Linked DNA regions of Mus musculus: all the other regions are linked to region 3. A link is a contact called in public Hi-C and promoter capture Hi-C data. All regions are on one chromosome and are shown on one strand. The core of a region is the stretch at or near the end of the contact, and the rest is flanking DNA. Distances in the headings are between cores, read along the strand shown.

Region 1 (2,939 bases), core at 320-2,819, 1.2 Mb after region 3:
AGGGCAAGACTTGACTCTTGACCTCGATGCTCAGTGAATCAATGAATGAGTCTTTCTTCAGCAACTCACAGCATCCCATCCTTGAGATGGTGGGATGGGTCAGTGGGCAGTAACACCTACGCCAGGCCTAAGCAGCTCAATGCCTGGAACCACATGATGGAAAGGCAAAACCAACTTCTGCAAGCTGTCCTCTGACCTTCACACAGGGCTGTGGAACCCGGGCATACAAACAATAAAATGATAATAATAATAATAATAAATGTAGAGGCTGGAGAGATGGCTCAGGCATGAAGAGCACTGACTGCTCTTCCAGCTTTCTATCCCCAGCACCCACATGGTGGCTCACAACCACCTGTAATTCAAGCTGGGTCATGAGGGTTGCTGGGGGGGAAGGTTGTCCAACAATCTCTTCTAGCCTCTGCAGTCACTGCACACATGTGGTGCACAGACACACATACACGTAAAATAATAATCAATGAATTGTGTTTTTAAAGTTCCCACCACCAACCACAGCGATCAGAACCAGCACACTGGGGCCATCACAGACAACCCGTTTCCCCTCTCAGACCCTCCCATCACTCAAATCACATAAGCACTGTCAACTAGGTAAGTAAAGTGGGCAGTTAAAACCCAACAGCTCATCATGGTTAGTTATCGTTCGGTATGTCTGCTTTGCCAGCCGCCTACTGGTTTAGCGAGTGCCCACGGTCTTTAGAAAGACCTACAGTAGGATTCTGGCTGACGTTCATTACTGTGCATCTTGAAGGAAGGTCTCAATTTTTTTTTCAATTGCAGAATGAGACGGCTCGCCAGTAATATTAAGACGGTGATTAAGGGACTCCCTAACAAAAATGCTTCTTCACAAAGAGCAGAGCACAAGGTAATGCCAGAAAAACATAGGTTAGGACCCATCTCCGTAACGCTGTGGTGTTCAGCTGAGTCTCACACTCAATCGTGGCTTTTGGCAGATGGCTGATATCGGGCTGCTCAACGAAGAAACCTGGGTGAAGGTGGGGCTGGAGACACTTACACTGTCTGGACGTCAGTGGCCAGGCCGGCCAGGCCTATGTAGAGCCTGTCACCCATGGGAAAGATCTTCTGGAAGTCCGTGGTCACCATCTGGGCCTGGATCCCGAAACGTCTGTCTGCAGCGATGGCCACACAGTTCTTTCCCTTCATGGCCATGACGGCCCCTCCATTATAGGACATAATAGACTGGGGACAAACAAATCAAGGGGCTCAGTTCGTGGAGCTAAGTGGGACCATAACCTTCACATCAGTTCTGGTCCCCAAAGCTCATATACCCGTGCCCTCCACTCCGGAGGAGCCAGGACGCCAGGAGCTCCAGCCCTGAGATGGGCCCGGTGGGGCACCCAGGAACCGCACTCATCTGCACGGTACTCCCATGTGCATTCTACTGACCACCAGGCTCTCCCCGTCCCGAACCCAAGCACTACTCGTCCTTGCTTTCAGTTCCCATCCCAGACTCCTTTCCTTACTCCCCGATCTCACCATGATTGCGCTGGAGTGGAAGCCCGATCCCCACAGCGTTGCCTGCAAACCGGCTCTGGCTTTCTCAGGGTCAACGCTCTTGCCGAATCCTCCCCATTGGCTGGCGGGCCGACTCGGATTGACTAGTTCAGCTTTCTATTGGACACTCATGCCGTCAGTCACAAATATGCATAGTTTGGTTGAGACACCAAAACGGAGGTATGGAAAGCGGAAAGTGAAAAGTCACTGTGAGTGCGGAAGAGCCTACGGTCCGGGGCATGTTGGGATCTTGGCGGACCTGGAGTTCGGGCCATCCCGTTTAGGGGCGGAGTTTGCAACACGTGGGCTTGGGACAGGCCTTGTGGGGCTGGTGCTGTAAGCAGAGTAGGTAAGCTGGCGCTTACCGTGGTGCTGCAGGAGTTAGGCATTTTACTCAAGCTACCCGACTTCCAGTGTTCATTCACAAATCCTTACTGTTCACCGGGATTTTTGCAGGCGCCAATTAACCTATCGGCACCGAGTATACCGAAGGCGCCCATTCTTTGCAGAATGGGAAGATCGTGCCGAGGGTTCGTGCTAGGAGGGTTTAGTTCCAGAATGGAGCTTTTGTTTTGTTTTACGGGAGTGAGCTACAGGTTGTTCAGCGTTTGGAGTCTCTCACTCCCAATCCCTGCTGGCCGACAGACGTAGCCCTAAGTCTCTGTTCACTCTACAAAGGAACGTTCTGTGCCACATCCTAGACACTGACCGAGGATAGCCTGGGCCAACGGCTCCAGGGCAGCCCAGGTGGGACGTGTGCATCCCTTGCTTTCCCTTCCCTTGCACAACCACTGTTCCCTCCGCCACAGCCTCGATTCGCTGTTCTTCGAGATCAGATTTTGTTCCGCTGGGTTTCTAAGCTACTGTAACTGCTTGCGTCGTGACTGGTCTTGCGCCATATCGGCTCAGTACTATTGACTCGGCTCTCTGCCTCACAAACAACTGTCACCGTCTCTGTGGCGCAATCGGTTAGCGCGTTCGGCTGTTAACCGAAAGGTTGGTGGTTCGAGCCCACCCAGGGACGGTCTCGGCCTTTTTTTTTTTTTTTTAAATCGCAAATGCTCCAAAGCCACATTCGGTACCGAGGTACCAGAAGCAATAATTGTGATACACCAACCCAGATGGTCACTGTATTTAGAAATCCGTCTATGGTCAGTGAATGGATCTATCCCTAACGTCTCCTCACCACCTCTCACTATTCTTTCTCCCAATCAGGATGACAGAAAGGCAAAGCCAAGTTTCTGTCTCACTGCCATGTTTAACAATGCAATTTTCCTTGGATTAAGAATAAATTTTGCTGCGGAGGTTGGACAGCTTCCCATTGTCTGCATCAGTGGACGATAGCAACTTGAAAGAGGAAATCTGTCCCGGTGGATGGAAACAGTCAGGAAAAAAACCACAGGAACAAA
Region 2 (3,024 bases), core at 429-2,928, 1.5 Mb before region 3:
CCGCATACAGGCTGAAATCAAAGAGCAACTTGTAAGAGTCAGTTCTGTCCTTCTGCCATGTGGATAAAATTCAAGCCATTTGGTTATGGTGCAGGCAGGCACCTTTACCTGCTAAACCATCCTAGCAGCCCCAACCAAGGCATTTTTTTTTAAAGATTTTATTTACTTATTTTATATATATGACAAGTACACTGTAGCTATCTTCAGACACCCCAGAAGAGGGCAGCAGATCTCATTACAGATGGTTGTGAGCCACCATGTGGTTGCTGGGAATTGAACTCAGAACCTCTGGAAGAGCAGTCAATGCTCTTAACCGCTGAGCCATCTCTCCAGCCCGCCCCTCCCCCCAACTAAGGCATTTGCTTGAAGCCTTCTTGCAAAGCTTTTGCTTGCTGCAGCCTGCGTTGTCCAGGGACTAAGGGTTCAGGTCCCTCCTGTCCAGCCCTACGCCTGTAACATCCTACTCTAACTGGCTGGCATCCAACTGCTGTTAATGGGACTGCCTAAGCCCAATGGTGCTGGCTAGGGGCTTGTAACAGCTGGAGTAATTTTCCACTCCCAGGAGTCCTGGTTTGGGCTCATCTGCCGGCCTGGGATGCTGTCCTCATCAGGGATGCAGCTGGAGCCCTCTGTTAGGGGAACCCATTAGGTTTCCTAGGTCAGGCCACTTCCCTCTGCTACATAGCCCCCTCCATTTTCCCACCCGGCTCTGTTTGCTTTGGGAAGCAGCCCAGAAGAGAACAAACAGCAGCTGGGTCATGGCCTGAGCCTCTCCCACTCCAGACCTCTTCTCAGCCATGGTCTGGCCTGGGCTGCCCTCCAGGCTGGAAGTGAGAATGTTCCTTTGAAACATCCCTTGTCTTCTCTGGTCATCAGCATCGGCCATGCGCGAGTAGCTTGTGCTGCCTCTCTTACCAGTGTGGGCCATTCTGGTGATAGAAATCATGGTGTCTGCCCAGGAACCTCTCACCATGATAGAATGGGGTGCTGGGGTTGGGGGGACAGTGAGGGGTTCCCTCGTGGAATCAGCAGTCTCTAGAAGTTTCTATGTCTGACTGTGCGAGCCATGACAGTGTGTGTTTCTTTCTGTCCTTGGGACTGTTGGCAGTATCTCAGCTGGATCCAGAGGCATTGAGAAGGGAAGCTTAGGGCTGGTATCCTCTCTAAGCCCTTACTCTGAGGTGGGGACTGTTCTGTTGGGGTTGGCTACTGCTTGGGTGGCAGCTATGTTCAGGTTACATACAGTCTGAGGAAAAGGGGTCCCATGACTACATAAATGGTTTGACTTGCCCAAAGGCCCACAGCCAGTTAGGTGTTGGTTCTGATGGGGACCCTTTGTAAAGATGTTTATCCCTCTGCTCTCCTGCTTTGATGTAAGCCTGTGTGTGGGTCTGGGTGTGCCTAGGGTGCCAACCTCTAGCCCGAAGGACCTCCAGGGGAAGCCCAGCTTTGCCTGCCATGTGTGGCCCCGTGCTTTGTTTCTGCATCCAGGTCCAGCCCAGCCTCTCAGGCAGCCCTCTCCTGAGCCTGTTTCTAGGTGTTTTACTGTCACTTAGCAGCCCAGCGTGGCTGTGCCTGTTGCTTGACTGTCCCTGCAGGTGCTGGCTAGGTCGGAGGCTGCTGTCACTCTTGGAGGGGTTATTTTTAAAGTCAGGACTGGGCGTCATTCTGCTGGACAGCTTGGACGGAGGGTGCGTGGTGCCAGCACCCCAGCTGGCTGTATGGAAGAACAGGCATGGAGGGCAGGGCTCTGACCACCCCCCCTCCCCAGTCTGGAGCCAGTGGGGGAAGGGACCTTTGCATACCCTTCAAGGGCCTGTGTCTTCTCTCTTCCTGTCCTCCTCCTACTCCACCCTGTGATCTCTAAACTGGCTTCTTCCTCCCTGCCACCAACAATGGAGCAGAGTCCCACTGCTAAACAAAGGTCCCCCTTTCAACTCGGAAACCCGCCCTGTCCCTGTCTCTGTCTCTACCCATCTCTGGCCCAGTGCCTGGGCAGGGCCCCCCACCCCCCACCGTCTCCCTCACTTCCACCCTGGTTCTGTCCAGGGCGCATTGCAGAAGGTCTGACCTGTGTTTCCAGGGTGAAGAATGCTGAGACCTAACTGGGTGCGGCCTCTCCGCCCCGAGAATGGCCAAACCTATACTTTTGCTTGTTGTGGAAGAATGTCCCAGGCTCTCTGAGTTGGTAGGGAGAATGGTGAAACTGATTGACCATCCTCTCTGATGGCTGACTACCAGCCTTCCCCTTACAAGAGTAGCTAGTTGTCTCTGTGAAGATTTCTGGTGTGTCCACTCTCTGAGCTGCTTTCAACTCTACCTTGCCCACCCTTAGCCTAACCTTCACTGACACAGGAACCTTCGCATCTTATTAGAATCTGGCCATCAGTGCTTCTTCTGAGATCATGGGGCCAGCCTTTCTCAGATTAAAAAACACCCAATACTGGGCAGTGGTTGCGCACGCCTTTAATCCCAGCACTTGGGAAGCAGATTTCTGAGTTCGAGGCCAGCCTGGTCTAACAGAGTGAGTTCCAGGACAGCCAGGGCTACACAGAGAAACCCTGTCTTGAAAAAGCAAAACAAAACAAACAAAACAAAACACACCCAAAGGGGCTGGAGAGACACCTCAGCTGTTAAGAGCACCAGCAGCTCTTCCAAAGGTCCCGAGTTCAGTTCCCAGCACTCACATGGCAGCTCACAACCATCTGTAACTCCATTTTCAGAGGATCTGACACCCTCACACAGACATGCATGCAGGCAAAACACCAATGCGCATTAAAAATAAACAAATCCTTCAAAACAAAGCAAAAACACCCAGAGATTCCCAGCATATATGGTAGAGCTGAGACCCTAATCTGACCCTAATCTGACCAATGCATAGGTGGGGAGGACCGCCACCTGTGATCACCCTCATCCTTACCTTCCCCTTCCTCCCCTTGGTCAGAGGGCTCAGTTTCTCCCAGACTCTCAGAAGTGAACTAAACCCCAGTCTGCAAGTAAGACAGACTCAGCACTGAGCATGGT
Region 3 (2,846 bases), core at 111-2,610:
CCCCGCCACTCCCCCACTCGCGTGCCCCAAGTTTTGCCTTGTGAAGATAAAAGATGACAAATCTGAGTCCCATCCCCGGGCTGATGGGGTGATCAAGGGCAGAACTGAGAGCAAAGGGTAGCAATTCTGTTGGAAAACATCCACACATACATGTGCACACGGTCCACAGGTAGAAGGTAGCCATCTGGCTGCAACATCGGGAGCTGGCATCAGGTAAGGAGCAAGGGGTACCATCCCTTCCATGCCAGCATGCTGGGCATCCTATCCAAGACGGGATGAATAGTGGAGGGGCAGGGCAAGAAACTTCCCAAGACTCAGTTTGTTGTTGTTGTTGTTGCTTTTTAAATTATTTCCATATGAGCTAGCCCCCACCCCCAGCCTTGCACACTGGGGAATCTGTCCCCCTTTCCCACGAACAGTAAGACAGCAGGGCAGTGCCCAGAGAGAAAAGGAGACACAGTTAAACTGATCTGCCAACCACCCCTCAACATACACACATCTGGCTAGCAGCTTCCAAGCCTCGTGGGTGGCACTAAATCCCAGACATCCTCAGCGAAGCAAGGTCGGCCAGTCTATTCTGTCCTTCCCTCACCCCAAAAGGCTTCCACAAGCCCCAAGTAACACAAAACTCAGGCGCGTCTCACCCAACTGCTCTGGCTCCCGCACCCAATTCTGACGGCTCCCCCACACTCCAACCGAGACACCAGCTGAGCGGGCCCCGCCCCCCCAGCCAGTTCCCTCTGGTGGGGGTGGGCCCCTGGCTGATTCTCCCCAAACCACAGGGCGGCTCAGGTAACAGGAGAAAGAGTAGGAGGGGGCTAGTCCGTTGGGCATCTGATCTCTCCCCAAACAGGTTTCAAGAAGTCTTTTTGTTTGGTTTGGGTTTGAAGAGAAAAGAGAGTTCCCAGCAGTAGATCCGCCACGACTGGAGCGCCGAGGACACGCGCGGCAGGCGGCCGCAGAAGCCTCAAGGCTGTGCGCGCGAAGACGCGGCGCAGACGGGGCTCCCCAACCCCGGACACGCCAGCGGCAGGCTGGGAAGTCCAGGAAACCCCAGGTCCCCGTCGAAACTGCCGGGCACCCAGTCCCCGCCCGCAGTTCCCATCCAGAGTGGGCCACCGGGCCCCGAAGTGTGAGAGAATCGAGGGTTCCCCAGGGTTCCAGGGGAGAGGTTACCTCGAAGCGAGGGGATGCAACCCGTCTGCGTGTCTGCGGGCACAGGGTCTGCCCCAAGCAGGCGCCGCGGCGCTGCCCGGCGTCAGGGGTGTGGGGTCCTCCGAGAGGAGCCGTCCGGGGGGCCGCAGCTCAGGGGCGCGGGGCGACGGCAGCGGCCATGGCGAGTCACGTGCAGAGGCTGAAACTTTACCCGGAGCCCTAGACTGGGGGGGGCGGAGGGTATGGAGCTGGGGTGGGAGGGAGGCCCCCCTGCCGCAGGCCCGCCCCTGCATGCCACGGGCCAATCACTAACCGGGGGCGGGTCCTCATGCTCACACCCGCCCCTCTCTCCTTAATAGACCCAGGGAAGGGCGAGTCTTAAAGGAGACGCTTCCAGCTAGTGGCCGGACCGTGGGAATCTGGGAGAATCCCTCCCTCAACACGCCAGAAAGAGATTCGGGGTGTGTGTGTGTGGGGGGGGGGGCGGTGTGAAGTTCAGAGAAAAGAATAAATTACGACTCGGCGGTGAACGAACCTCAGGGTGCGGGATCCTACACACACTCCCTTTCCCCACCCCCCACCCCGCTACACGCCCACACTCACAGAGACACACACACATCACACACACCTACCAAACCTGGGAAGAAAGGAGGTGGTGTAATATGGAGAACGCACTGACTCCTGCCCCAGCTGTCAAGTCTCTGTCTCTCCTAATCACAATCCTCCGGGGCCAGCTGAAACTGAAAGCTATCTGACCTTGAGCAAAACACTTGGCTCCTCTGGACCTTAGTATTTCTCATCTGTAAAGCCGAAGTACAAAGGGAAGACCGTCTTCTCCATAGAACATCCTTCTTTCCCAAACACCTCTCCGGCTTGAGTAGGTTAGAGGAAATTTCTAGCTCAACTGAATCCCTTCGAGTAGCTAGAAATATGGTCACCCCAAGCCAGCTCTTTGGACGGCCTGGAGTCGCTCTCCATTCTAGAAGACCCACTTGAGGGCCGAGGGCAGTTCATACATGTTCCAGGAGGACAGGATCTGAACCACACTCCATCTCCAGACCTCAATTCCCAACTGTCACAAGCCCCCTCCGGGCCAGCCGGAGGTTAAGGTTTCCACCTCTAACACTGCACTGGAGGAGGGTGAGTCCACTATGCAGTGCCTACCTCACCCGAGTTCCCGGGCAGAGAAGTGGCAACTGCCCCCCACAGGACATCCCACTGGCAAGGGAAGTGCCACACACCCAGGCCTCCACCCTGGGGACGCTCAGTCTAATCCGATGTCCGGATTTTCAGACTAAGAACAGGAGGTCCGAGGCCCATATGGGATTTTGTCCACGGTTGCATGGGTGTCTGAACCGGGCCTAGAACTAGAATATCTGCTTGTCTCTCTGTGGCTTTGCTCTGGCGGCCTTGGAAGGTAGGTAGCACAGCTCAGGTCCGTGGGACACTCTGTCCAGAGGTCGGACGCAAGGGAAAACTCCGCAAAGCGGTGCAGCGCTTCCCCAGACCCTTGCCGCCCCGCTGGGCTAGCGCAGTCTCCCGCTCCCGTCTGGATTTCCGCCGGGGCGAACCACCCGCCCAGCCCCTCTCTTGCCGCCCCGCCCCGATCTGTCCCGTCCAGATCCATCCACAAACATGCGCTCAGCAGGCAAGAATGCGTCAATGGCTCCCAGATGTGGAGGCCGCCGCTT
Region 4 (3,032 bases), core at 304-2,803, 1.8 Mb before region 3:
TCAGCTCAAACTTTCAGGGTATGACTGATGCTGTTCCATGCCCTAGGCATTACATGGTCTCTGGGGGTGGGCTTTGATTTTATAAAAGTTTTGAGTAGTATCCCCGGGAGAGAGATGCAGAAAGAGGCCAGTGTTGGAGGATGAGGTTAAACAGAAGTGGTCCTAATTCATGCCGGGCGTGGTGGCGCATGCCTTTAGTCCCAGCGCTAGGGAGGCAGAGGCAGGAGGATTTCTGAGTTCGAGGACAGCCTGGTCTACAAAGTGAGTTCCAGGACAGCTAGGGCTACACAGAGACACCCTGTCTCGAAAAACAAAAAACAAAAAACAAACAAACAAAAAGTGGTCCTAATTCATACAGAAGGAATTAGAAGCAACAGAAACAGAACTGACCTGTGGTAGAAGGGTTAGTGGTTTTCATCTATAGTGACGGGTAGAGAGAACACAGGTAGTCTTTGAAGGAGCGCTAATTCTGACTGGGGGCAGAGTGAGGGAGATGAGGGGGTCTGGTATATTTGGGAACAGAGCCTAAGAAAGAAAGCTTAGTCTGTCGTGGTGGTTGCACATGTGTTTAATCCCAGCACTCCAGAAGTAGAGGCAGGAGGATCTCTGTGAATTCAAATACAACCCATCTACAAAGTAAGTTCCAGGCCAATCAGGACTACATAGTGAGAGCCCATGTGAAAGGAAGAGAGAGTGAGAGCAACCCTTGGCAGCAGCAGGTCTCCTTTTCAACCATTTAGTATCCTCTAGACAACTCCTTCTTTTAAAAAAAAAAAATTACATTTCTTCAAGTATTTAGCGGGAGGGAGGGTGGATGGGTGGTTGTCAAAAGACAACTAGTGGGAGTCTGTCTTACTCCATGTGAGTCCTGGGCACGGCACTCAGTCAGGCTTGGCTGCAAGCATCTTCACCTGTCGAGCCGTTTCGCTAGCCCCCAGAGAGCCCATTCTATAGAGCTCTCAGAGATTTCATCACCTTTTTTTTTTCTTTCTTTTTTCTTTTTCTTTTCTTTTCTTTTTTTTTTTTTTTTTTAAGCCAGGATCTTACTACATAACCCTAGCTGTTACTCACAGAGATCTGCAAGCCTCTGCCTTCGGATCGAGCCATTACACCTGACTCCATCGCCTTTCCTATAATAGAATGTCCTCAACAATCAGCCTCCTGGGCGGGCTTGGCTTCTCCAAGTTGCCGAGGGCACACGACCGGTCTGCGCGGCTACGTGAACATCATATTTTTCCTTTCTCAATTCTGCATGAACAGCCCTCTGTCTGCTCTCTTGGAAAGCTCAGCCACACGCCTTCCCTCGCGGCACTTGGAACTGGCAGTGACGCGATAAGCAGGCCTGGACCGGCTCCGCCCCACCGGCAGCCGGTTCCACCCAAAACCCAAGTGCCAGGCAGCCCCCGGCTCCTCCCTGTGCGGAGAACTACAAGTCCCGCCATCCCTCGCGCGCACTCTCCCTCCTTTCCCGCGTTGATTGTGGGTAGGATCGGAGTGTCTCCCATTGGTCTGTTCTTTCTGTCAGTCACCTGGGAATATAGAGAGGCGGGGCAGAGCTGAAGATCCGGATCCGGAGCGGCTGAAAGGCGGAAGTGGAGGCCGGAGCCTGGGACACCGCCGGGGGTGGGGGGGAGAGGAGCGGAGTCTGTGGAAGCCCCGGCCCAAAGTAACGCTGCTGCCCGGAGCCGCGGTGAGTGTGCCTGTCCCAGGGCCAGTGTCTCACTTGTGTGGTAGCCTCCCTGGGGTACCCTTTCCTCCTGCCCAACCTTAGCTTAGGGGGACACTGACCCCTCCCCCGACCCGTAGCCCCCTCTTAGGGGCTCACCAGGGCGTCAGGCCAAAGGGGGAGCTCCTCTTTCCTTCGCTAACCTGTCCTTCGGGAGCCTTTGGGAGTCTTTTGAGGCTCTCCTCTGGCCTGTCCAGTCCACTTGTGGGAGAGAGGGACTCTTAAGTTCCGCTCCCCACCCCCTCAGCTTTCAAAATCAAAGAGTCTTTACCAGGTGCGAAGGAACCTGTCCCCCTTCTCTTTTAGAGGTGACGGAGAGTGCTGTCTCTCCTGGTTTTCCTTTCCTGTGTTCTACGCCTCCCACTCCCCAATCCCAACCAAAAACCCAGTTGTCCCCCTGCAGCCCTGAAATTATCTTTATCTCGATTTCCTTTCGGAGATGCGGGGATGGGGGGGGGGGGATGTCGGAATGAGAGTGTTGTACACGCACAGAAGTGTTTTTGCGCGCTTACAGTTCCTTACTTCCTCTTGAGCTTACGAGGACCTCAGCAGAGTTTGAATTCTGGGTCACTTAGACGGAATGGCAGCCTTCTCCTTGGACTGCACGTTATGCCCCCAGCCCTGTCTTAAGTTCTCTCAGTGTGTGTTCGTCTTCCTGCCTCTAAAGAATTTAGCTGAGCTCTGCTCAATCCTAGGGACAGATCACAGATCAGGGAGGATCTGCCCATTCATTATCTTCTGTCTCCCCTCCTCCTTCCCCCCTGCTTCAGGCCCAGCCCTGTCCTTCCAGAGCATGTGAGTGGTTTCCTTAGAGAGACTGCTGCCTGCTTATCTATAGGGGTGGAGAATAGACCAAATAGGAGTAGTGTGAAATTGAGGCACCATCTCTTAACCACCCTGAATCACACACCACTATACACTTGAGCAACAGGTCCATTCCTCACCAGAGTCTCCACTCCCCTCTTGGCTTGGACTTTTTCACAGAGCAGTTAGTCCACATCACCGTGGCAGGTATAGTTTTCGTCCGTAAAGGAATTGCTTATGTGTGCTGGAAAGTGCCAGTTCCCCTACTGTATTGACACAGGATTCTTGTGTTTTCCTTGGGACTTAAGTGTGTGAAATGGCTGGTATCTCTGACCAAGCTGGAAGGTTCTCTTGTTATGCGGCCAAAGTACAGGTTAGAGACTGCCTTCCTGAGGAGTAGCCTGATTCTGAAGCCACAGCTGACCCTTGCTGTCTTGCAGTGGAGGAAGAGTGGGAAAGCCATTCAGTCCTTGGGCATCTCTGATCAACTTTTTTTTTTTTG

Evidence for each region. Promoter capture Hi-C pulls out the DNA fragments that hold promoters and counts their contacts. Hi-C and Micro-C count contacts between places; a contact is called where the count stands out from the background.
Region 1: a contact with region 3 is called in a Hi-C map of B cells, with 7 read pairs. The contact joins the promoter of Psmb3 here to the promoter of Rara in region 3. A contact is called at or near these places in 2 of 39 promoter capture datasets (liver and pre-B cells) and 1 of 484 Hi-C or Micro-C datasets (B cells).
Region 2: a contact with region 3 is called in a promoter capture Hi-C map of embryonic stem cells, with 8 times the contacts expected there. The contact joins the enhancer-like site here to the promoter of Rara in region 3. A contact is called at or near these places in 5 of 39 promoter capture datasets (embryonic stem cells, liver and stem cell-derived epiblast-like cells) and 6 of 115 datasets of contacts at active chromatin or transcription factors (astrocytes, embryonic forebrain, embryonic stem cells and 1 more).
Region 4: a Hi-C map of B cells shows a contact between it and region 3, with 7 read pairs. The contact joins the promoter of Rab5c here to the promoter of Rara in region 3. A contact is called at or near these places in 1 of 39 promoter capture datasets (liver), 1 of 484 Hi-C or Micro-C datasets (B cells) and 3 of 115 datasets of contacts at active chromatin or transcription factors (kidney, large pre-B cells and pancreatic cancer cells).

Annotation. Positions count from the first base shown.
Region 1 is chr11:97,702,064-97,705,002 of GRCm38.p6, reverse strand. It overlaps Psmb3 (proteasome (prosome, macropain) subunit, beta type 3), which reads right to left and starts at 1,569. Exons shown (of 6, transcript NM_011971.4): 1 at 1,513-1,569; 2 at 1,031-1,215. The coding sequence starts at 1,515. It overlaps n-TNgtt8 (a tRNA gene), which reads left to right and starts at 2,481; the gene lies at 2,481-2,554. It also overlaps a transcript of Pcgf2 not described here.
Region 2 is chr11:100,388,950-100,391,973 of GRCm38.p6, reverse strand. The region is part of intron 1 of Jup (junction plakoglobin); the gene reads left to right. Among named protein-coding and RNA genes, the nearest start is that of Jup, 7.3 kb to the left of the region's middle. Within about 2 kb of position 1,678, at least 102 of the 459 cell types and tissues checked have an H3K27ac peak or open chromatin away from gene starts, as enhancers often do. A contact at or near this core is called in astrocytes, embryonic stem cells and liver, where this site is marked.
Region 3 is chr11:98,936,210-98,939,055 of GRCm38.p6, reverse strand. Rara (retinoic acid receptor, alpha) reads right to left here and starts at 1,360. Exons shown (of 9, transcript NM_009024.2): 1 at 1,177-1,360. Gm46294 reads left to right here. Exons shown (of 3, transcript XR_003949771.1): 2 at 854-1,132; 3 at 1,515-1,793.
Region 4 is chr11:100,736,736-100,739,767 of GRCm38.p6, reverse strand. Rab5c (RAB5C, member RAS oncogene family) reads left to right here and starts at 1,553. Exons shown (of 6, transcript NM_024456.5): 1 at 1,553-1,690.